Regions from separate parts of the Mus musculus genome. Here region 1 is linked to region 2. The links are chromatin contacts, called in public Hi-C maps. All regions are on one chromosome and are shown on one strand. Each heading gives the region's core, a stretch centred on a gene start, on an enhancer-like site or on the middle of the called end of the contact. The rest is flanking DNA. Distances are from core to core; before and after follow the strand shown.

What was found. A called contact is a pair of places that touch in the nucleus more often than the background predicts.
Region 1: a Hi-C map of CD8 T cells shows a contact between it and region 2, with 1.7 times the contacts expected there. The contact joins two enhancer-like sites. A contact is called at or near these places in 4 of 484 Hi-C or Micro-C datasets (CD4 T cells, CD8 T cells and memory CD8 T cells) and 3 of 115 datasets of contacts at active chromatin or transcription factors (bone marrow-derived macrophages, microglia and pancreatic cancer cells).

Annotation. Positions count from the first base shown.
Region 1 is chr17:50,578,550-50,582,247 of GRCm38.p6, reverse strand. The region is part of intron 1 of Plcl2 (phospholipase C-like 2); the gene reads right to left. Among named protein-coding and RNA genes, the nearest start is that of Plcl2, 71 kb to the right of the region's middle. Within about 2 kb of position 1,642, at least 40 of the 459 cell types and tissues checked have an H3K27ac peak or open chromatin away from gene starts, as enhancers often do. A contact at or near this core is called in CD8 T cells and memory CD8 T cells, where this site is marked.
Region 2 is chr17:50,413,657-50,417,325 of GRCm38.p6, reverse strand. No RefSeq gene overlaps it. Among named protein-coding and RNA genes, the nearest start is that of Gm31015, 8.7 kb to the left of the region's middle. Within about 2 kb of position 2,100, at least 100 of the 459 cell types and tissues checked have an H3K27ac peak or open chromatin away from gene starts, as enhancers often do. A contact at or near this core is called in CD8 T cells and memory CD8 T cells, where this site is marked.

The DNA.
Region 1 (3,698 bases), core at 393-2,892, 170 kb before region 2:
ATATTTTAGTATTACGATCTTAAATGAGCCCATCTCCAGTAAATATAAATTACGGCGACTATGATCCAGTGATTTGACAGGATTTCTTTTCAAAGCAATATTTCAAATTAAATCAGACTCCAAACAGTTCATATGTAAAACATACGCTGAGGGACATGAGGACTAAAAGAAACAAGATTTCATTCTATAGATGTAACTGAGAGTTTTAAATTTTTTTAATTTTATATATTACTATTATTGTGAGTGGTGTGTGGGCACATGTCTTCCTTTATGTAGGTCCTGACGGTGGAATTCAGGTCACTGGGCTTTTAAGACAAGAACCATCTTGTCAGCCCTTATGGGGCTTTTAATCAGAAAATAAATGTGACCTATGGTACATTAATCACAGCAGCAGCTGACTCTAAAGTGTTTGTCAAATTCACACTCCTCCTGGGCTTAGAATCACCCCAAGGCTGATCATCCCAAAGCCACTAAGGGATGAATAATAATTAAATTATCGGTGTTGTGTACGTAAGTAAACATTCCCAAGCAAAAGTTCATCATGCCCTAGAATTACTATTTTTTGAAAATCATCTTTCTTTGGCAAGTGACACTATCGACTGAAAGTTCTAAAACAGCAGTTCTTAACCCGTGGGTCCCGATAACCCTTTGTGGTTAAACAGCCCTTTCACAGGAGTCACGCAATCAGGTATCCTATTAGGCATTTACATTACAATTCACAAGAGTAGCAAAATGAGGTTATGAAGTAGCAACAAAAGTCATGCTATGATTGGGGTCCACACACCTGAGGAACTGCATTAAAGGGTTGCAACATTAGGAAGGTTGGGAACCACCGTTCTAAAAGAAGAACTGACTAAAAAATCTCACATGAGTCTTTCTATGCCTTGGCAAAGAAAGCTATGTTTCCTCACTGGCAACAAAACTTCTTAATGTGAACAGAGTCATTTGCAGGAAGTCTGCATCACCTCAGCCTGTTGCCAGGATTCTGGGTCTGTTGCATGGACACCATGTCCTCTGGCACCTGGGCATGCCAGAGCTCTACGGCAAGAAAACTAATTAGCTTTGTATATGATCACATTCCCAAGAGCGTCATAGCCACCAGCATCTCTCTATGGTTGGATCATTCTTCTCTCTGTGGTGGTGATATGGAGTATGATGGTTAAATGAGAATGTCCCCACAGTCCTGGGCATCTGAACACTTGGTCTGCAGTGGTGTGGTGCTTGGGAGATTTAGATGTCTTGCTTTGCTGGAGAAAGTATGTCACCAGAGGCAGATTTTGAGATTCCCAATTTGCTGTTTCATGCTTGCAATTTGAGATGTGAAGTCTTGCTTTGCAGCTCCAGATACCGTACCTGACCGCTGCCATTCCACCCCTCCATGATGACGACGGACGCTTAGCCTTCTAGTGCTATAAGCCCAAGTACTCTATTAAAAGTTGCTTTGGTCATGGACTTTTATCACAGCAGCAGAGTCTAGACCCAAACTTGCTGACTGGCAACAGACATGGAAGTAAGGAGCAGACCACCAGTTTCCCTGTTTCCCTTGGTATTTTCTTTAACCTCCTCCTGTGGAGGGAGCAGGAGTTCCAAAAGTGGTAGCTCACTGACACAAAGCTATAAGTAATAGGAAAAAAAAAAGAGCTTTCACTTTCACATTGCTATTTAACAAGACACCAAAGCAAACCGTGTTTACCAGGTCTGTGAACATTTATGACAATGGAGCCTTCATGGACGGATATCACAAATAAATTTTCATCTGTTTTACAATCATTTGTATTACACTTTCAACGGGTCACCTTGAGAGACTGTCCTATTAACAATCAAAAAGGGTTACCACTTCTTCTGTCATAAGACTGCAACCTAACTATAAAAACAAAACAAAACCAAGGTTTGAGGTAGCCTAAAGAGTGGATAGCCAGTTTTAAATACTATATTCACCGAATAAGCTCTCAGTATAAACTTTGTGTGACTGTGCCTTCTTAAAGTTTAGATGTGGAAAATGAATGCTTGAGACTTGGGGGATGGCTCAGTTGGTAAACTGTAAAGTGCCACACACATGTAGGGTCTGAGTTCAGTTCCCCAGCACCTAAATAAAAATCCATCACAGTGCAAAATCCTTGTAATCCTGCCACTGGAGGCAGACAGACACGGGCCTCCGCATTGTTCTCCTAACAGCCATTGAGTTCTGTGCACCTGACAGCTTTCCCAGCCCAAAGCGCCAGAACCATTCTGTAATCATCCCAATACAAACACGTTAGATTTGTCCAGCAAGACCCTACTTCTGGGAGTAAAGTCTGTCCTGGTTTGCTTTTAATTGTTAGGATAGAATATTCTAAAATGTTCCTAGGAAAAACAACTTGAAGAAGAAAGGGTTTATTTCATATTACAACTCTCAGGTCACAACTCATCATTGAGGGTAAGAGTTCAAGACACAAACCTGGATCAGGAACTGAAGCAGAGATCATGGAGGAGTGTTGCTTACTGGCTGGCTTCCCCTATGTCTCACTCAACTTGCTACTTTGTACAACCCAGGACCCCTGCCCAGGGGTGACACTGCTCTGAGTGTCACCTCCTACATCAGAAAGAAAATGCCTTACAGCCTTTGCAACAGTCCAACTGGGTGGAGGCACTTCCATCATTGAGGGTCTTTCTTCCCAGGTGACTCTAGCTTGTGTCAGACTGGTCAAAAACTTCCCAGCACCACTAACACACACGTTTCTTTCCAGAAAAGCTATCAAAAGTCAAAAGCTTCTCAAGTTGTGTTTTTGCATATTCATGATGATCATGGCAACCTGCTACTTTTTTCAAAGTTTGATAAGATATACTGCTTCAAATATATAGATATATAGATATTGTGTATGTGCATTTATGTATCATACCATTTATTTCCCATGAAGGTAATTAATCCAAAATAATATTTTCGCTTTATCCATGCACTGTGTCATTAAATATCTCCATATATAATCAAATTCAGTAAAATGGCAATATGGCTCAGCAGTTAAGAGTATATTCTGCATAAAGATGAGGAGATGAGTTCAAATCCCTACACACATATAAAATAAGAGCTATAACCATGTACGTCCGTGACCTCAGCACTGCTGGGGTTAGGGGGACAGAAACAGAAGGATCGCCGGAGATTGCTGGCCACTAGCCCAGCTACAAGTCCAGTTATAGACTCTACATCAAAGAAATAAGAGGAGAGGTATAGAATAAGATACTTGATGTCCTCCTGTTGTAAATATAATGAATGTATTATAAACATAAATGTGTGCATGTGTACACATGTGTTTCATATTACATTTACACACACACACACTCAGCTACAATGTACTTATTTTAATAAACATGTAGAACAATCTACATCAACTATAAACTATTCCCTACCAGTTCTAATGAGTAACATCTACCCAGTTCACTCATTTCTGAAAGCTATTTTTACATCTTTCTGGTTATGATGAGCTGTTACTTTAAGTTGGGAAAGATACTGCTTTAAATACTTGTGTGTATCTGTATAAGTATCTGTGTGGATACACAAATGTTTATTTCTTACTACTAGTTCTACACAAGTTTAAGAATAACAAGAGAGAGATTTAATACTTTGGAGGCATTTTGCCTGAATCCACTTATTCACTAAATTATTTTTTTACTAATAAAGGCCACAGTAATTTCTTTATGTGTCAGTTGATTCTAGTTTTTTT
Region 2 (3,669 bases), core at 851-3,350:
CCTAAGGCAAAAGAACAAAGAACTCCATGCTGGGCTTTGTTTCTAGGGATCTAAGAAAGACATTGAGTTGGGGCCTTATAATTTCATATACAAAAACCAGGCCTTGTTTTCTCTAGAGCAACTAGATCTCTTATTCAGAAAAAGTAGACAGGGTTGCCTTTCTAATGGGCTTCATACTAAAAGATAAACAGGTTTCAGATGTAACTCTTTACTATTCCTTTATTTAAAGAAATAGTGAATTATTGCCAGACTGTCTTAACCGGCCAGCTTCCAATAATGACACAGAAACTTATTATTCATTAAGGCTAGCCTTATAGTTTAGGCTCATTCCCAACTAGCTCATATAACCTAATTAACCCATTTATTCTAATCTACATTCTGCCACGTGGCCCATTATCTTGTTTCTTCCTCCATGTCTGGCTGGCAATAACACACACACACACACACACACACACACACACACACACACACACACACCTGCAATTCTTCCCAGCATTCCCCCTCTCTGTCCAGATGTTCCCCCTTTCCTCTCTTGCCCAGCCATAGGCTGTCAACTCTTTTATAAAGCAAACAGTGAGACAAATGATGCTTCATAAAAATAACAATACCAAAGTCCAGACAGTACTTAGCACTCAGCTGGTACAGAAATCAACATTTGAATAATACAAAGACAACGTTGACACAGTGCACTGGAGATTATCCCAACAGTAAAGGACTGCTTTCAGTAATCAGCCACTTGTGTCTTATGAAAAATGATTAAATTGGGGTTGGGGGGGTTTATAAGTTTATGTTGAGCTATGAGGGTCAAAGAAAGTAATTTCTGGGGATATGAAAGCTTAAGTTATGAAGGTATGAGGAGAAAATTATTTAAGGTATATGAAAATTGAGAAATGTTCAGATTTCTTTCTCCTTCTTTGTGCCTGGAATGCTGGGGGCTGTTGGTCATGTAAGATAACAAACCACAAGTCTTTGCTTCTGTAAACAGGTTTGGTTGTTTCAACTGCACGGGATGTGCTTGATCACAAGTAGGCAGGAGGTACCCCAGGATGCATGCTTGCCCCTGATTGGACAAAGACAGGAAGTACATAGCCTTGTGGTTTTTGCCTCTATGAGCCTCTGAATAAAGTAGTTCTGGCATACTCTGGGATCCTGAGTATGGACCTGATCAGTGTCCATTGTCCTGGCCAGTATTTAATAAAGCTTGCTTCAAAATTGACTCAAAATTTGTGGTTGTGATCTTATGCTGGCCTGCAGGAATTAAAAAAAAAAAAACAAAAACAAAATCATCGTGTTCCTCCAGCTAGCAGTCCCCAAGGAGGTGGCCCTCATGCTGTACACTGCACAACAGCAACCTGCTTATTTATTAGCTTGCTTTCTCCTTCTGATTCCCTTCCTGTTTTATTCAAATGCAAAATGTACAGCACAGACCCTTGTGTTTGAACAATGGGTCTTCAGGCAGAGGCTCTCTAAGGAAGGTTGTGAAATCTTCTGAGGGTGGTGGCTTGGAGGAGGAAGTGGGTACATTGGGGATTGCCTTGAGGTTTGTTAGCCTGGCTTCTCCTGTTGCTTATTCTTTTCTGCCTCCTGAGTATGGATACAATGTGCCCGGCACCCTCCCCCTCCTGTCACTGTGGTTCCTCACCCCCATGATGGACTGTATTCCCACCAACTGTAAGCCAAAATAACCTCTCCCTCCTTAAGTTTCTTCTTGGTGTTTTTTTTATATTATTATTATTACAAGAACAAGAAAAATAAAAACATACTTCCCCACTCCCTCAAACTGCTGTACTGAGGTCACCGCCCACATAAACTACTTTCACTTCACTTCCTGTTTCAATTGTACATGGGAGATGCTGATAAATCAAAAAGGTGTCACACTGACAGAAATGATTTTGTTCCCCAGAGGACATTTGGCAATATATTGGAGACATTTTTTGAATGTATGCTCATAACAGTTGGGGGACAGACTACTGTCAGCAGGTTATGAGTAGAGGCAAGGGATATGGCTTGTTGTGATTTTAAGAAACTGACAGACCAAAGAAAAGTTCTCACCAAGTTCAGCTTGCTGAACCAGTTAGGTTATCAGAGTTACTCACAGAAGTGTGCATGAACCAAAGGCAGTGACACCACTGGGAAGTCTCTGAGGGAACTTCTGGGTATCTATACCCCGAGAAAAGTCTTATTTTGGTCACATGTTTACCAATGAGGAGTGAGGATTGGAATTATAGGGAGGAGAGGCAACTCCTGAGGATCTCACTGGAGACCCATGAACCCACCCCTCTCTGATCACATGAGGGTCTCTGTGAATTATGATAGTGAATCACGATGGCTATGATCACATCTGACACAGAGGAAGCAGTTAGGCAGTACTGTTAATTAGACTATAATGCACAGCACAGTCCACACAAGAATTTCCAGGTCTCAAATGCCAATCACACCTAAGAGTGGGAGATCCTGACTTAATGCACCTGGGGCTCATGCCTCATAACCTCAGCTCAACACATGGCCTTAGAAACCAGGCAAATGTCAATGTTGGAGAACAAGCTCACACATGTGATAGTCCAGACCACCTCAGTTTCCCCTCTGGTACAATAAAGCAGGGATCATTGTGGGGGTTTGGGGTGTCATGGTGAGCCAATCCTTAGCTATATGTGAGGGAAAAATTGGCAAGGGAAAGGGGGACAAAGTTGGCTTAGGATAGCATGGAGCATGATTGGTAATGCCGGCAGTATCATGGAGGTCCCAGTGGCAGGGCACCTGTTATGAAGTTTCTCACACACTCATGGTTAACCACTGAAGTACAACTAAATGTGTACATTAGAAAGCTGGAGAAAAAGCTCAATAAATAAAGTCCTTGCTTTGAGGACCTGAGGTGTATCTCTGAGACCCAGGCTAGTATAGTGATGCACATGGAGGTGTGGAGACAGGTATATCTTTAGGTATATCTTTAGGCCAGACAGCCTACCTAACCTAATTATTTAGCTCTAGGCTAAAAGCAAGCCCTGTCTCAAAGAAAGCACATCCCGAGAATGACACTTGAGGTAGTCATCTGACCCTTGTACAGATACAACACGTGCCAAAACAAATAAGGTAAGTAAAATTATGGTGTGGTTTATGGTCTTGGTTAGCTGTGATAACATACCCTGACTAAAGCCACTAAAGGAAGGACGGTCTCATTTTGGCTAATACTTCCCGAACAAGTCAGTGGTAAGGTAAGGGAGGGGTAGGAGCTTACTGTCTTACTGTCACCTTTCATCCACACTCAGGAAGCAGAGAAGGACAAAGAGCAAGTTGAACAAGGCTATAAAATCTCAAGGCTCACCTTCAGTGCGCCATTTTCTTCTTAAGGAGCTACCCCCAAAGAGTCAACAACCTTCCCAAAGAGGCTACCAGCTGGGGACCAACTGCAGTTCACTTAGGGTGGATATTTCATATTCAAATGATAATTGCGCTATTTTTAAAGCAGTCTATCTGTATTGGTTAGTTTTCTGTTGCTGTTATAAAATACAGTGACCTAAATATTGCTCTTCATCCTCTGCATCCAGAGCATGGACACAATGTGACCAGCCAACCTCCTGCTCCTACCCCCAGAAACAGTTGTTAATTACAATGCTGTGATGGTTAATTTTGATTTTCAGTTTGACAGGACTTAGGATCGTCTAGGAATCA